3 separate regions of the Oryctolagus cuniculus genome follow, and all the other regions are linked to region 1. The links are chromatin contacts, called in public Hi-C and Micro-C maps. All regions are on one chromosome and are shown on one strand. Each heading gives the region's core, a stretch centred on a gene start, on an enhancer-like site or on the middle of the called end of the contact. The rest is flanking DNA. Distances are from core to core; before and after follow the strand shown.

Evidence for each region. Hi-C and Micro-C count contacts between places; a contact is called where the count stands out from the background.
Region 2: a contact with region 1 is called in a Hi-C map of an unstated tissue, with 1.7 times the contacts expected there. The contact joins the enhancer-like site here to the promoter of SPRED1 in region 1. A contact is called at or near these places in 3 of 6 Hi-C or Micro-C datasets (ear pinna, skin fibroblasts and an unstated tissue).
Region 3: a Micro-C map of ear pinna shows a contact between it and region 1, with 4 times the contacts expected there. The contact joins the enhancer-like site here to the promoter of SPRED1 in region 1. A contact is called at or near these places in 3 of 6 Hi-C or Micro-C datasets (ear pinna, psoas muscle and an unstated tissue).

The regions. Positions count from the first base shown.
Region 1 is chr12:61,319,055-61,323,454 of mOryCun1.1, reverse strand. It overlaps SPRED1 (sprouty related EVH1 domain containing 1), which reads right to left and starts at 2,636. Exons shown (of 7, transcript XM_008269229.4): 1 at 2,503-2,636. The coding sequence starts at 2,534.
Region 2 is chr12:61,140,368-61,144,344 of mOryCun1.1, reverse strand. No RefSeq gene overlaps it. Among named protein-coding and RNA genes, the nearest start is that of TMCO5A, 95 kb to the right of the region's middle. Within about 2 kb of position 2,349, at least 2 of the 8 cell types and tissues checked have an H3K27ac peak or open chromatin away from gene starts, as enhancers often do. A contact at or near this core is called in ear pinna, where this site is marked.
Region 3 is chr12:61,070,237-61,074,421 of mOryCun1.1, reverse strand. No RefSeq gene overlaps it. Among named protein-coding and RNA genes, the nearest start is that of TMCO5A, 25 kb to the right of the region's middle. Within about 2 kb of position 1,466, at least 2 of the 8 cell types and tissues checked have an H3K27ac peak or open chromatin away from gene starts, as enhancers often do. A contact at or near this core is called in ear pinna, where this site is marked.

The DNA of each region.
Region 1 (4,400 bases), core at 1,387-3,886:
ATAATATCTCTTTTGTTTCTTCATAATGTATATTATAAATAATAAATTTGCACTTCAAGACATTTCATATAGTAAAGACACATAAATTATCAGATTAAAAGCTTCATTCCAAAGAAGTTCATTCTTTGTGGTTTAGCCAATACACAAGCACACAATGTCAGCTCCGGCCAAACTGATTACCAAAAGAGCACACCATTTTCTAAAATAAAAGTTTTTTTCCTAAGTAAAACCTGCAAGATTTTGTTCTATAAAGAGTTAATACTGTATATAAATTATTATACACTTAAAACTATTATTCTTATCTTACCGAAATTAATAGTACTACAAAGCTAAGTAATAATTTACTAGTAAAGCAGAATAAATTTGTAAAACCAGATCTGTAAATATCTGGGTGAGTTATTTTCCAAGTTATCACATACTAAATACATTTAAAATTAAAAAAAAAAAAAAAAGAGCAATCCTCCCAGTGAAAATTACCATTTGGTGTTTCAAACATCAACATCTTGGAGATTAATTCAGTGGTAATATCTTCTCATTTTAGTATAATAGCAGTAGCATCCACTGATATCACCACATAAAAAACTTATGCACTCTCAATACACCCATGCCCAGTACAAGAAAAGGACTCATTTAGTAACCATATTTTAGCACCTGTGTCAATTCACATTCCATCATTTGCTGTCCAATTATCTGAAGCCACAAGAAATATTCAACACTTGGAACTAAACTGATAAATCCCTTCTCATCTGTAAAATAAAACTTAACATTTTTGAATTGAGCTACTTGCATGCAAGATTAATAAAAGTTACTGTCATTGCGTTCAGTATTTTCAGCAGCTTTTCTCTTAACCAAGTATTATCTTAGATAGACTTCTTGATCTCCCTCAAAGTAAGTCTAATCTGCGGAAGGCAGTGAGACAGTGTACTGCACTGTGAATGGACAGCCAGGTATTTTATGAATGGAGGCGATCACGTGATCCCAGCACCTCCCCGAACTGATATTTCCCACATAACCGTGTCAACATTCTGAGAACAGGGGTAGTTGTTTATGTGTGCGTATGTTTTTTAAATTTAATCTGAAACTTCAAATTCTCCTTATTTCCTGAACTCAAACAGCTACACGAAGACAGACAAACAAGCTTCGAATTTTTCCTTGGGAAATTCTTTCAAGATGTCCAAGGTGATAGATGTTTAATTATTTTTTTTATGAATGAAGACTGTGCTATGCAAATGAGGGCGATTCACAAAAAGCGAGAGAACATGGCGGCCACTTCTGCTTCTAGGCTGCACTGACACTGCAGCAATCTACCTCCTTCTACACCCGCACATCAGAAGCTTGTGCTCTTAAAGCGGGTTGGGGGTTGGGGGTTGGGGGTAGACGCTACTTGGCATGTACGACAGACCTCGGCATTGGACTTTTAAAGCTTTTTCTCAAAAAGGTCTGACTTGAGGAATGCACTTTATTTAGAGGAATGCATCCTAAAGGCTAGTCCGAACTCACTTAACTCTTTCCAACCCGCCAAAGACAAACAAAACTTAAACTGAATGACAAGGAAACGGATGCTAACATCCTGCACGGAATTAAAACCCTTCTCCATAGAAAACCGTGCCCAACACCATTATTCCTCCAGGCAGCTGTTACGTTAAAGTCAAATGTTTAAAAAGGCAAATAGTTTGGAAAACATGGGGACATCCCAAAATAAGCAAAACTTAAGCCAGAATGCTCTAGAAGTTGATGAAGTCACCAACATGTTAAGCAACGTAAAATTCTGTTCAATTAACGGAAACCGGAGTATTTTAACACAACCCAAGGACAAAAATTAGAACTCCAAATTCTTCAATGTTCTTGATGAAGACACGTCCAATATTCCCAAAAGTAAACATAACAGCTCGACATCCCCCACACCCCAGGAGTCCTTAATCCTATTAAAGTCCAAAAATGTTTCCCTAACCCCATTTTTTTACAGGAATCTCACAGGTCACAAGTTTAAAAGGGGGAGTGGGGGTGGGGTGAAGGCTTAATAGGTATTTAAGAGTCATTGACTCATCGAATTAAGATTCAAGAGCAGTTTGCTACAGGAGGTGCTCCCACACATCAGTTTCCCAGTGAAATAGCCAGACAGGAAGCACGATGGATATATTCAAGATATGTTGGCTGACGATAAAACGAAAGAGGACAGGCCAAGGGTCTCCCAGGCGGAGGGGTCACTGCTACTGTCCCGATCCGTCCGCTTACTCCATCTCAGGGATGTACAACTGCCATCCCAACCCAACACTGAATCTGAATCCCCTTCCCCGACAGAAAGCAAGTTAACGCAGGGAGAGCGGAGGGCTGCTGCCATGAAATAAAATGGCTCAAGAAATCAGTTACATCCAGAAGCAGACGCACCGAACTCTCCAGGGGCGCAGGCTTTCGGGCGCCCGAGTCTCGAGGGGTCTGGGGCAGTGCAGACGAATGACTGGGGAGTGGGGGATTAGCAATCAAGATCAATGAGGCGCTTACTCGTTGTCAGAAGTCGCCGTCTCCTCGCTCATCTTTCCCTCAACGCGATCCGATCTGGAGATGGAGGAGCAACAGCAGGCAGGGGGGCAGCAGCAGCAGCACCGAGGGGCAGGAGGCAGCGGCGGCCGGGGGGGCGCGGGCGCAGCGGCTCAGGGGCCTCACCATGGTGGATGCCTCACCCGGAACGGTGCCCCCCCAGCCGGGAACCCCGGCCACCCCCGCAGGGGGGTGGCGGCAGCAACCTTCTCCGTGGCGACCCCAGCCTCTTCCCCTGCCTCAGCGCCCAGCCGAAGGATCCGAGGCGGCCAGGGGAGGGGAGGTAGGGGTGGGGGAAAAAAAAAAAAAAAAGAAGGTAAGGGGACTGCAAAGGCTGACTGGAGAGCTGCTCCTCCGGCCGCCGGGGTGGAGCGCCGCGGGGTCCGGCCAGGAAGGAGCGGGCGGGCGGGCGGAGAAGCCGGGAGCAGAGGCGGCGCTTCCCTCAGGGATGCGGCGAGGAGGAAGAAGAGCTGCGCCCGGTGGGGGCCGGCGGGGGAGTACCGAGCCCAGGCTGCGGGCGGCGGCGCGGTCCCGCCGGAGCCCACCCCACCATCTCCCGCCTCGCCGCTCTGGGCTGCCGCTCAGACCCCGGCGGCGCCTGGGTCGCTGCTGATCAGGCACGCACAGAAACGGGCGAGGGGCCCCACGGCGGCGGATTCCTCCAGACACGCTCCAGCCGGGACTCCTCCTGAGGGGGAGGAGGGGTGGCGGGGAGCGGGAGGCGAGGGGCAGGCGGGCCGGTGGCTCCCACCCGGGCCAGAGAGGAGCGAGCCGGCGGGCGGGCGCCGGGGAGGAAGGGGGACAAGGCGCCAAGGAGCAGCGGGAGGGGAGCGGAGCAGCCGCAGGTCCCCCGCCAGCCCGTGCCCACCGGCGGCTCCGCGGGCCAGCACCTCACGCCCGCTAGAGGGGAGCCGCGAGGGGGGCGGCGGAAGCGCTCACGCCGCCCGCTCCTTCCGCCGCCGCCGCCGCCGCCGCCGCTGCCCGAACCGGGGGCGCCCGCGGGAGAAGGAGGCGAAGTAGTCCCTCGCGACTTCTCCCGGTCGCTGGCTTCCCGCGGGGCTAGAGCAGGCGCAGGGCGGGGCTGCCGAGCTGGGCAGCCTGGGCTCTGAGGAGGTGTGGAGGGGAGGACTGAGAAGCTGCGGCCTGCGGGCGAATCACTGCAACTCGAAGTCGTGTGCAGCATAGCAAGTTTCAGGAAAGTAGTCCCCTCCTCCCTTCATTTCCCAAATCGTTGTCGAGCCGCTCGGGCGGGGAGAGGAGGAGGAGGAGGAGGAGGAGGAGGAGGGAGGCGGAGGGATACGCCATGCGCCGCGCTCAGTGTGCGTGCGCGCGCTCCAAACTCTTGGCACGCCGCGGAGGGGGCGGGGGTGGGAGCCGCGAGGGGAGCTGCGAGCGAGGGCGCATTGTTGCAGCGCGCTGCTTGCTCCCCGTTACTCGGCTTGCACTCTCCGGGTGGCTGGATCGAGCGGACTGGAAAGATAGTGTGTTCCGGGAGGAAATTCTAGAGGGCCCTCTTCTGTGTGTGTGTGTGTGTGTGTGTGTGCGCCTTCCTTGCAAAGAATGGAGCTGGCAAGAGTTCATCTTTAGTTAGTGGGGGGTTTTACCGGCAGGGACTGTGCAAAAAGAGCTCCGCCTGCTGTCCCTCTGGTTGCACTGCTGCTGTCCCCTAGCTGCGTGCACAACGTGTGTGTGTGTGTGTGTGTTTGTGTGTGTGTTTTAATTCCCAGTGCCTGGATTCTTACTGCGCAAGGGGTTTGCTGTGCAGGGCATTCATCTTCCAAAGCTGGAATGGTTGTTAATGGAGAACGACTTCCATTGAAGCCCAGGGTAGGCGTGTTACATGAGTTCTGGCGCAGCCAGAA
Region 2 (3,977 bases), core at 1,100-3,599, 180 kb after region 1:
TTAGATCTCAATCGGAAGCTTGTAGATAGGAGAGGGCATCCAAGATCAAATCTACCTCTAGATATCTACAGGAGATACCATGAAGTGATGTTGAGGTGAGCAGATGGCACGCCCCATCCCCTCCTCCTTTCTTACACACACACACACACACACACACACCATGCAGTGAATGATACAGGGTTTGGTTTAAAGATGGGATCCCAGTGCTTCCTTGTTTGTATCAGGGTACAGTCGGCCAAACACATAGTTCCTTACAACTGGTTGTTTACCATGTTTGGCTGTCATTCTGGTCACCATTTTGTCTTTTTTTTTTTGACAGGCAGAGTGGACAGTGAGAGAGAGAGACAGAGAGAAAGGTCTTCCATTGCCGTTGGTTCACCCTCCAATGGCCGCCATGGCCAGCGCGCTGTGGCCAGTGTACCGCGCTGATCCAAAAGCAGGAGCCAGGTGCTTCTCCTGGTCTCCCATGGGGTGCAGAGCCCAAGCACTTGGGCCATCCTCCACTGCACTCCCTGGCCACAGTAGAGAGCTGGCCTGGAAGAGGGGCAACCGGGACAGAATCCGGCGCCCCGACTGGGACTAGAACCTGGTGTGCCGGCGCCGCAAGGCGGAGGATTAGCCTAGTGAGCCGCGGAGCCGGCCTACCATTTTGTCTTAACGTGGACATAATCCTTGAGAGTTGTGACTTTTTCAGACTGCTTAATGCCTGCCTGTTTAATCAGGTGGACATAACCCACAATATAATTCTCTACAGAAGGTGACTTTGGAGAGCATAAAGATCATACAACAGTAACAGAAGTGCCCCTCACTTTTCAGAGTTTGTGTTTTCTCCAGTCGTTGCGTACTTCTATCTCCTTCCAATTTACGTTATTTTTTTTTTTTTAATGCAGCTTTATCTTTGTTTCAGCTTGGCCATTAGATGGCCTTGGCTTGGGTCAATCCACTGGACTCTAGCAAATCATGCATGAGCCAGAAGGGATTGGTGAAGCAGGAGTAGAAGGTTCTTGTTTAGTTACATTGGTAAGTCAAAAATCCCAGGTGAACAATCATGTATCATAATTGTAGATTTGCTTTTTAAAGAATAATATCCATTTGTCTGGAAACCCTCATGACTTGGTAGCTCCTTTAATCTGAAAACCTGGAATTCCGCCTGCCTGGGAGTTGTTGGTGACAGTAGAGTTTGCAGAGACAGATAGCTGAAGAGAGGAAAATAGAGATTATCATTCTCAACTGAAGATTAAGAAATTACCCTGAGAAGTAAAGTGGCTTATCTGTGGTCAGGAACTGTAGCGACAGAATTGGATTTCTGTTCTTTTGATTCCCAAGATCGCCCTCGAGACCTCTGGTGTGCCCATGCCAGGGAAGCCTGCAGCTGAGAGAGTGATCAGAATCTAGATCCCCGGGGGAATGCCAAAGCCGCTTCATCCGATTTGATAAGATCAGAAGAGCACCAGCACATGCCGCTTATCCATGTTGGGAAGGCGTACGTTCTTAGCTCAACTTCCCTTTTTTCCTGCCTGTTGTTTGTCCAGCAGCCGGAAAAATGAAGAGAAGACCTCTCCTTTATTTACCAGATGACCCATGGCCTTCTTAGTCAGGGTTCTCTGGAAGTTAGGGTGGAGACTTTTATTTGTCCTGTGTTTTGGGCAATAAAAGGGGAGGGGCTGCGTCATTCAGCCAGTCTTTGGCTCCTAAAAAACCAAAAGGCAGTGCTATTTACTCAGTCTTTGGGCTACTAAGTGCCGGGGTGGCCTGTGTTGACTTAAATGAGCTCTTGCCTTTGGGTGGGGCTCTGCAGAGCTGTAGTCATGTGAGGTTGCCAGGGCAACTTCGCGTCTTAGGAGCTGGAATGCTTCAAGAAGTACAAAGAGGGGACTGGAAGAGCACATTGCAACTTACAGTCATGTGTCCAATAACATGTCATCTTTCTGTAAGAGTTTTTATTTTTATTTTAGTTCACGGGACTGAAAGATCAGAAGCAGGAAATTAGCTGGAGAGGGTGAAGAAAAAGGAAAATTAGGGAGGGGGCACTATTTCTGTTCCTTATGTGGGCAACGGTTAGACAAGGAGAACATCTGGTCCTGGAGTGGGCCTCTGCAGCCCTGCTTTTAATTACCCCGTCATTTGGGCTCAGGCTAAATTAGTGACTGTGGGAGCAGCTCAGATCTCCACACTGACAGGCCTGGAGAACTCAACTTAGCCTGCCACATAGTCAGAGGGGAAATACGGAGCTTCCGGTTTCATATTTAAACCAGGGATTGACTCATAATTGTAGCTGTCAGGAGGGTGATGGAGACATTATGTAACCTGGTTCTTATGGCGATGTGTGTTTAAGGTTTCTGCTCTGTAAATTCCAGAGGAAATTTTGTGCCCGTTGAGGGAGAGCGTGCTGGCTGCTCTGCGGTGTGCGCCACTGGGTAATGGCAGTGCTATTAAAGGTTCCCGAGTCTGCCCGAGTCCAAACATGAATGAGTTTCCCCCTGAAAGGCCCTCCTGTTTTTCCATAGACTTTTCAATGTGGATGAGGTTAGGCAAACCCTGGTAGGCGGTGAAGAGGCAGTACGCGGACCCAATAGGGGAATTTAACAAGAGCAAGCCACTCAGGCCCATGGCTCTCCCTCCCTCCCCTGCCCCACCCAGGACCACATCGTTCTTCCCCTATTTCCCATCATGCCCAGCCTCTGAGATTCTGGAAATGCACATGTGTGACTTCTGGAAACAAAGCGCTGGGGCTGTGTGGCTCATTTGCTCCATTTTTCTTCTGCTTGTAGCTTGCCACTCAGAGGCTCCAGGGCCTCTGTGGACAGGTATGGATTTTCTGGGCAGCCAGGTCAAGCTTGACAAACACCCAGAGTTTGCTGCCACCAAAAAAAAAAAAAAAAAAAAAAAAAAAAAAGTCAGATGTACCTGTTTAATTTTAACCTTAAAAGAATGTGCTTTCCACAGTTTTTTTGTCTTCAAATTGTATGATACCATTTATAGAAGGGGCCAGCGTTGTGGTGCAGCGGGTTAATGCCCTGGCCTGAAGCACCGGCATCCCATATGGGTGCTGGTTCTAGTCCCGGATGCTCCTCTTCTGATCCAGCTCTCTGCTGTGGCCTGGGAGAGCAGAAGATGGCCCAATTCCTTGGGTCCCTGCACCCATGTGGGGGAACTGGAAGAAGCTCCTGGCTCCTGGCTTCAGATCGTCGCAGTTCTGGCCATTGCGGCCAATTGGGGAGTGAACCATTGGATGGAAGACCCCTCTCTCTCTCTCTCTCTGTCTCTCTGTGCCTCTCCTCTCTGTGTAACTCTGACTTTAACCAAAATCTTTAAAAAAATATCCAGGTCAATGTAAAGAGACAGAAATAAAGATTAGTGATTGCCTGTATCTGGTGTATGGTTGTTGGGGAAGGGCCTCAGGAGAAGGCGGCAAGAGGGAGTGACTGCTGAAGGGGTCGGGGACTCGAAATGTTTTACAAGTAGGTCTAAGTAGAAGTTGTATACCATTGGGTGGTTCACGTTAGAATGGTTAAGTTTGTGTTCTGCGGACTTCATCTCAAAAGACAAAGAAAGAAAAAGGCTCACCATTGTGCGACCTCCCTGGGCTATTGCGTCGCGCAGCCCAGGCCTCAGCCTGTGCTCCTGGGAGCAAGGACAGCAGCGGGAGAGGCTCTGGTGTGTCCTGGTTCACTGAGGACACGAACCCATTTCCTTCTTGCTCTTCAGAACTTTTGAACTCTGCCCCCAGCTCAGCCGTGCCTAACACCAGCAGTGGGAATGAATGGGATGGGACGAATCCGGGATTTGGACACTGACCCTGTCAGGGTGTGTCCCTCCCTCTGCTGCTTGCAGTAGACTCCTAGTGACCTGCTCTTGGTAAACTCCAAGCTCTTAGGGTGACCAACAAAATTTGCCTGGCTGGGTCCTCCAAGACACTTGCAGCCTCCCCTGCGGTATCTCCCAGCGGCAGCAGCACCCCACCCACCCTCCCCCCC
Region 3 (4,185 bases), core at 217-2,716, 250 kb after region 1:
TGGTACCTTGTGCCAGCTCCAAATCATAGGTGCCATCAAGCTGTCAGTGTTTGGGCCCAGCCCTGCAGACACACTGAGCTCATGGTCATGCTGTTATTGGTATTAGTAGTGGTATTAGTGTTAGTATTAGTTCTTAGACAAGAGAATCACTAAAGGACTTCTGTTAGCTTTCTTTTTCTCAGGTTGAGAGTGCTTTTTGGTGTTGACAGGTACCACATTAAAAAAAAAATTGTGTATTTACCCGGTAATTGGATGCATTTGGAATCTTCTATGTTGCCTAAGCCCTATTTAGCATTCTTAACAATATTCCTCCTAAATTTAAACATTTAAACAAAAGATTTAGATTGCATAATTTAGACAGCTGGTTCAACTTGCTCATATTGACAGGGGGAGAGCTTATTTTGGGGTTTTAAAGCTCAAAACTACTTTCTGGTCTTCCCTGCCCATTAGCCAGGGCAGCCAACACCAGTGAAATATCTGCTGCTTCCATCTTGGGTTCCAGGCAGCACTTAACAAGGCCCTGAGATCAGTAGTTGAAGAACCCCCTGCCCCACCCCGAGCCCCATCAAGCCACCCAGCTCCCTCCCAGGCGTAATTAGATTCTGTGCCAAGATTGCACACGTCCAAGTGTCTAGCATGAGTCACTCTTTTGCCCCAGGGTTGAAAAGATCGAATCAGTGAGTTAAATAACAGAAAGGTGATTTGGCTCCTTCTATTCGCCCTGAGAAGTGGGGTGAGGGCAGGGAAAAACCCATTTCTTTTTGGTGCTTATGTGCAGAATAAATTTTCCCTTAGAAGAGTGATGTCTTGACCAAAGTGTAGTGTAGAGATTTTCCATTTCTGAGAAGAAAGTAGTCTTGGAATAATGAGAAGGGCAATAGTTTGGAGGCGAGCACCACCATGTGGCTGAAGCGCAGATGGCGGTTCTTCAGGTTGCGTAACAGCCCGTGCTCCATGCCTCTGGAGACAGTTTTGCTATCTTCTCATCTGTTTCTTAACTCTGTTCTGAGTCATCGCAGAGCAGCCCAGTGATAAAAATAATATTTTCGGCAGTGTCATAAACTGCTGGGCTCCCAAGGATTGTGCACTTCTACAGAATGGCTGACCAAGCTGCAGGCAAGTGACAGCGGAAGATTCACAGAGCAGCTTTTACCAGATGGAGCGTATTGTTTGGAATTAGCCACTGGACTCTCAAGAGAAAGCTACCAATTTGGACTCTGAGAAATACCAGTGTCTGCTACTGAGGGGACTTTCTGACCTTTACTGGCTAAAGAAAACACAGGTTACAGTAGGGGAAAAGTAACATCTGGTTACAGAGTCAAAAGAATTTTACAAACCACGTGGTCTGTCTCCCATGGACTGGAAACAGGAGATAAAGGTTTTTTCTGTCACTTATGGAGTCATAATGAAGACAAAAGGGTGGGAAAATAAAGAGAAGCCCTATTGACTGTACTTTTAGATCATAAGCTCATGGTAGGAGACTGGTGCAGATAGGATAAAGATTTTTGGCTCCAGAGTAATTTTTCCTGTGCAGTTGGCACCCAGATTCTTGGAGCTGAGTGAGGCTAGTCCCTCTCCTTTTGCAGGTTTTTTTTTCCCCCTCACTTCCAGAATGCTTAGAACACGGGCGTTGGGAGTCAGCTCCAGTACGTGGAGGTAGTGAAAGCTGTTTATAAAGACCTAGCACATTGGCCGGCGCTGCGGCTCATTAGGCTAATCCTCCACCTTGCGGTGCCGGCACACGGGTTCTAGTCCCGGTCGGGGCACTGGATTCTGTCCCGGTTGCCCCTCTTCCAGGCCAGCTCTCTGCTGTGGCCCAGGAGTGCAGTGGAGGATGGCCCAGGTGCTTGGGCCCTGCACCCGCATGGGAGACCAGGAGAAGCACCTGGCTCCTGGCTTCGGATCAGCGCGGTCCGCTGGCTGCGGCGGCCATTGGAGGGTGAACCAACGGCAAAGGAAGACCTTTCTCTCTGTCTCTCTCTCTCACTGTCCACTCTGCCTCTCAAAAAAAAAAAAAAAAAAAAAGCTAGCACCACTTAACATTTCACAACTACTCTTCTAGTCCTGTTCTTTCCTTCATATAACACCCTAACTGTAAACAGGTCTACCAGCTCTTAGAACGGTAAGCTTAATTGTAGAAACCTGACAAGGTGTGCTCACATTTGCTCCCTTTGGAGAGTTATTAGAGTGGTGGGAGACAGAAGAGTTCTCACTCCCACAGTGACGAATGTCTTTATACATCCCCTTGAGGCCTTCCTGTCCCTGGCCTGCTTCCCACAACCATCAGCATTAACATATTGGGAATTCAGGTGGAGAGAGCTCCTTGAGTGTGGACTGATGACCATCTGGAGGGACTTTTTTGGGACTACAATCACCTCCTTCTGTAGAAGGTCATTTATTGCCCTTAAGTGACAGGAAGCTGGGAGGGCCAGCTGACATGGTAAACAGATTTAGGATCCCAAAGATTCTCAAGCAGTGGGAATCTGAGAGACTGAATGAAACAAAATGCAATTAATTACAATGATTACCAAGTCCTATATTTAGTAACTTTTTGGCATTGGGCAATTTAACTGCCCCCTTGACATTCCTGAGAGTAGGGACACCATAACAAAAAAAACCCATGGGAACACTAGAACTCCAACTCAGGGAAATTATGACTGCTGTCTTTGTACTAGCCATGAGAAAATCTTGCCATGCCTCTTCTCCTCTATATCTCCTTACTCTCTGAGCTGGATATTCCATTGCTCTTTTTTTTTTGTTATACCTATTTTAATTTGGAAACCTGCTAATGAAGGTGTGGGAGCCTCTCGAATGCCACTGGTATCACCACTCTTTCACTGGAGGACTCCCTTTCTCTGTCACTGGGTAATCTGAGTAATTCTGTTAATTCCCTCACCCTCCAGCTGGGAGACACTGGCAGTAGACCCTTGCACTGTAGAAGATTCTAACTTCTGTCCTGAGTTAGGGTTGGGAAGGCGGCAGAGTAGGAAGCCCCAGGAATCTGTCTCCACACCCAGGTAAACAATAGAATTGTCAGAATCTGTCTGATGCAACTTTTGGAACTCTGAAGTCTATTTGAAGGCTTACAGTTTCCAGAGGAAGGCGTGGACCAGTAAATTGTGGATAATTTTAGTTCTTAGCACAGTGGCAGATGCCCATCTTCCACCCTCAGCCCCAGGGCCAGGCAACATGCACGGATCTCTTATGCGAGCTCGTCTTGAAAGTTGGAGATCTGTGTTTTGAGCAGTAATTGCTTCTTCTGATCTTGGAGGTGCAGATGGGGGACAGTCATTGCTGCACCATCTTCACAGCACTGCAAGGCCCTCTCCCTGCAGCTGAATCAACTTCCAGGAAATTTAAAGGGCCAGCAGCCTTTGAAATTCTCCCTCCACCCTCCATCTCTTTCATCACTATTATTTTTTTCTCCTTTGGGAACCAGATATTTAAAGTCTGAGACATCCACAAGCAACCACACAGAGAGGAGAATTGATAAATGATAAAGTGCATGCCCAGACGAGATCGGGCGCGTTCAGGGTGGTATGGCCGTAGACAGTATTTTTCACTTTATGTTTCTGTGTGGGAGCAAACTGTTGAAATCTTTACTTAATGTATGCTAAACTGATCTTCTGTATATAAAGAGAATAGAAAATGAATCTTGATGTGAATGGAAGGGGAGAGGGAGTGGGAAAGGGGAGGGTTGCGGGTGGGAGGGGTGTTATGGGGGGGAAGCCATTGTAATCCATAAGCTGTACTTTGGAAATTTATATTCATTAAATAAAAAAAAAGTGCATGCCCAGGGGATGATATAGACTCAAAAGCCCTGAGAATACCTAACCTTTAGAGCTCATATAGAGGCTGGCACTGTGGCATTGCTCCTGGCTCCTGGCAAGGGATTGGCCCAGCTCTGGCTTTTGTGGCCATTTGTGGAGTGAACCAGCAGATGGAAGACCTCTCATTGTCTCTCTGTCTTTCCCTCTCCCTCTCTCTGTAAATCTGCCTTTCAGATAAATAAACAAATCTTAAAACTCACATTGAATGTGGTACAGGAATAGTCTTCAACAACCAGACATTAACAACAAAATAAAAAATCAGCAAATCTTGGGGAAGGGGACAAATCTGATGACCAGAGTTACTCATTATGTAATTCAAACATCCATAATCCATAATCGATAATTTGTATGCTAC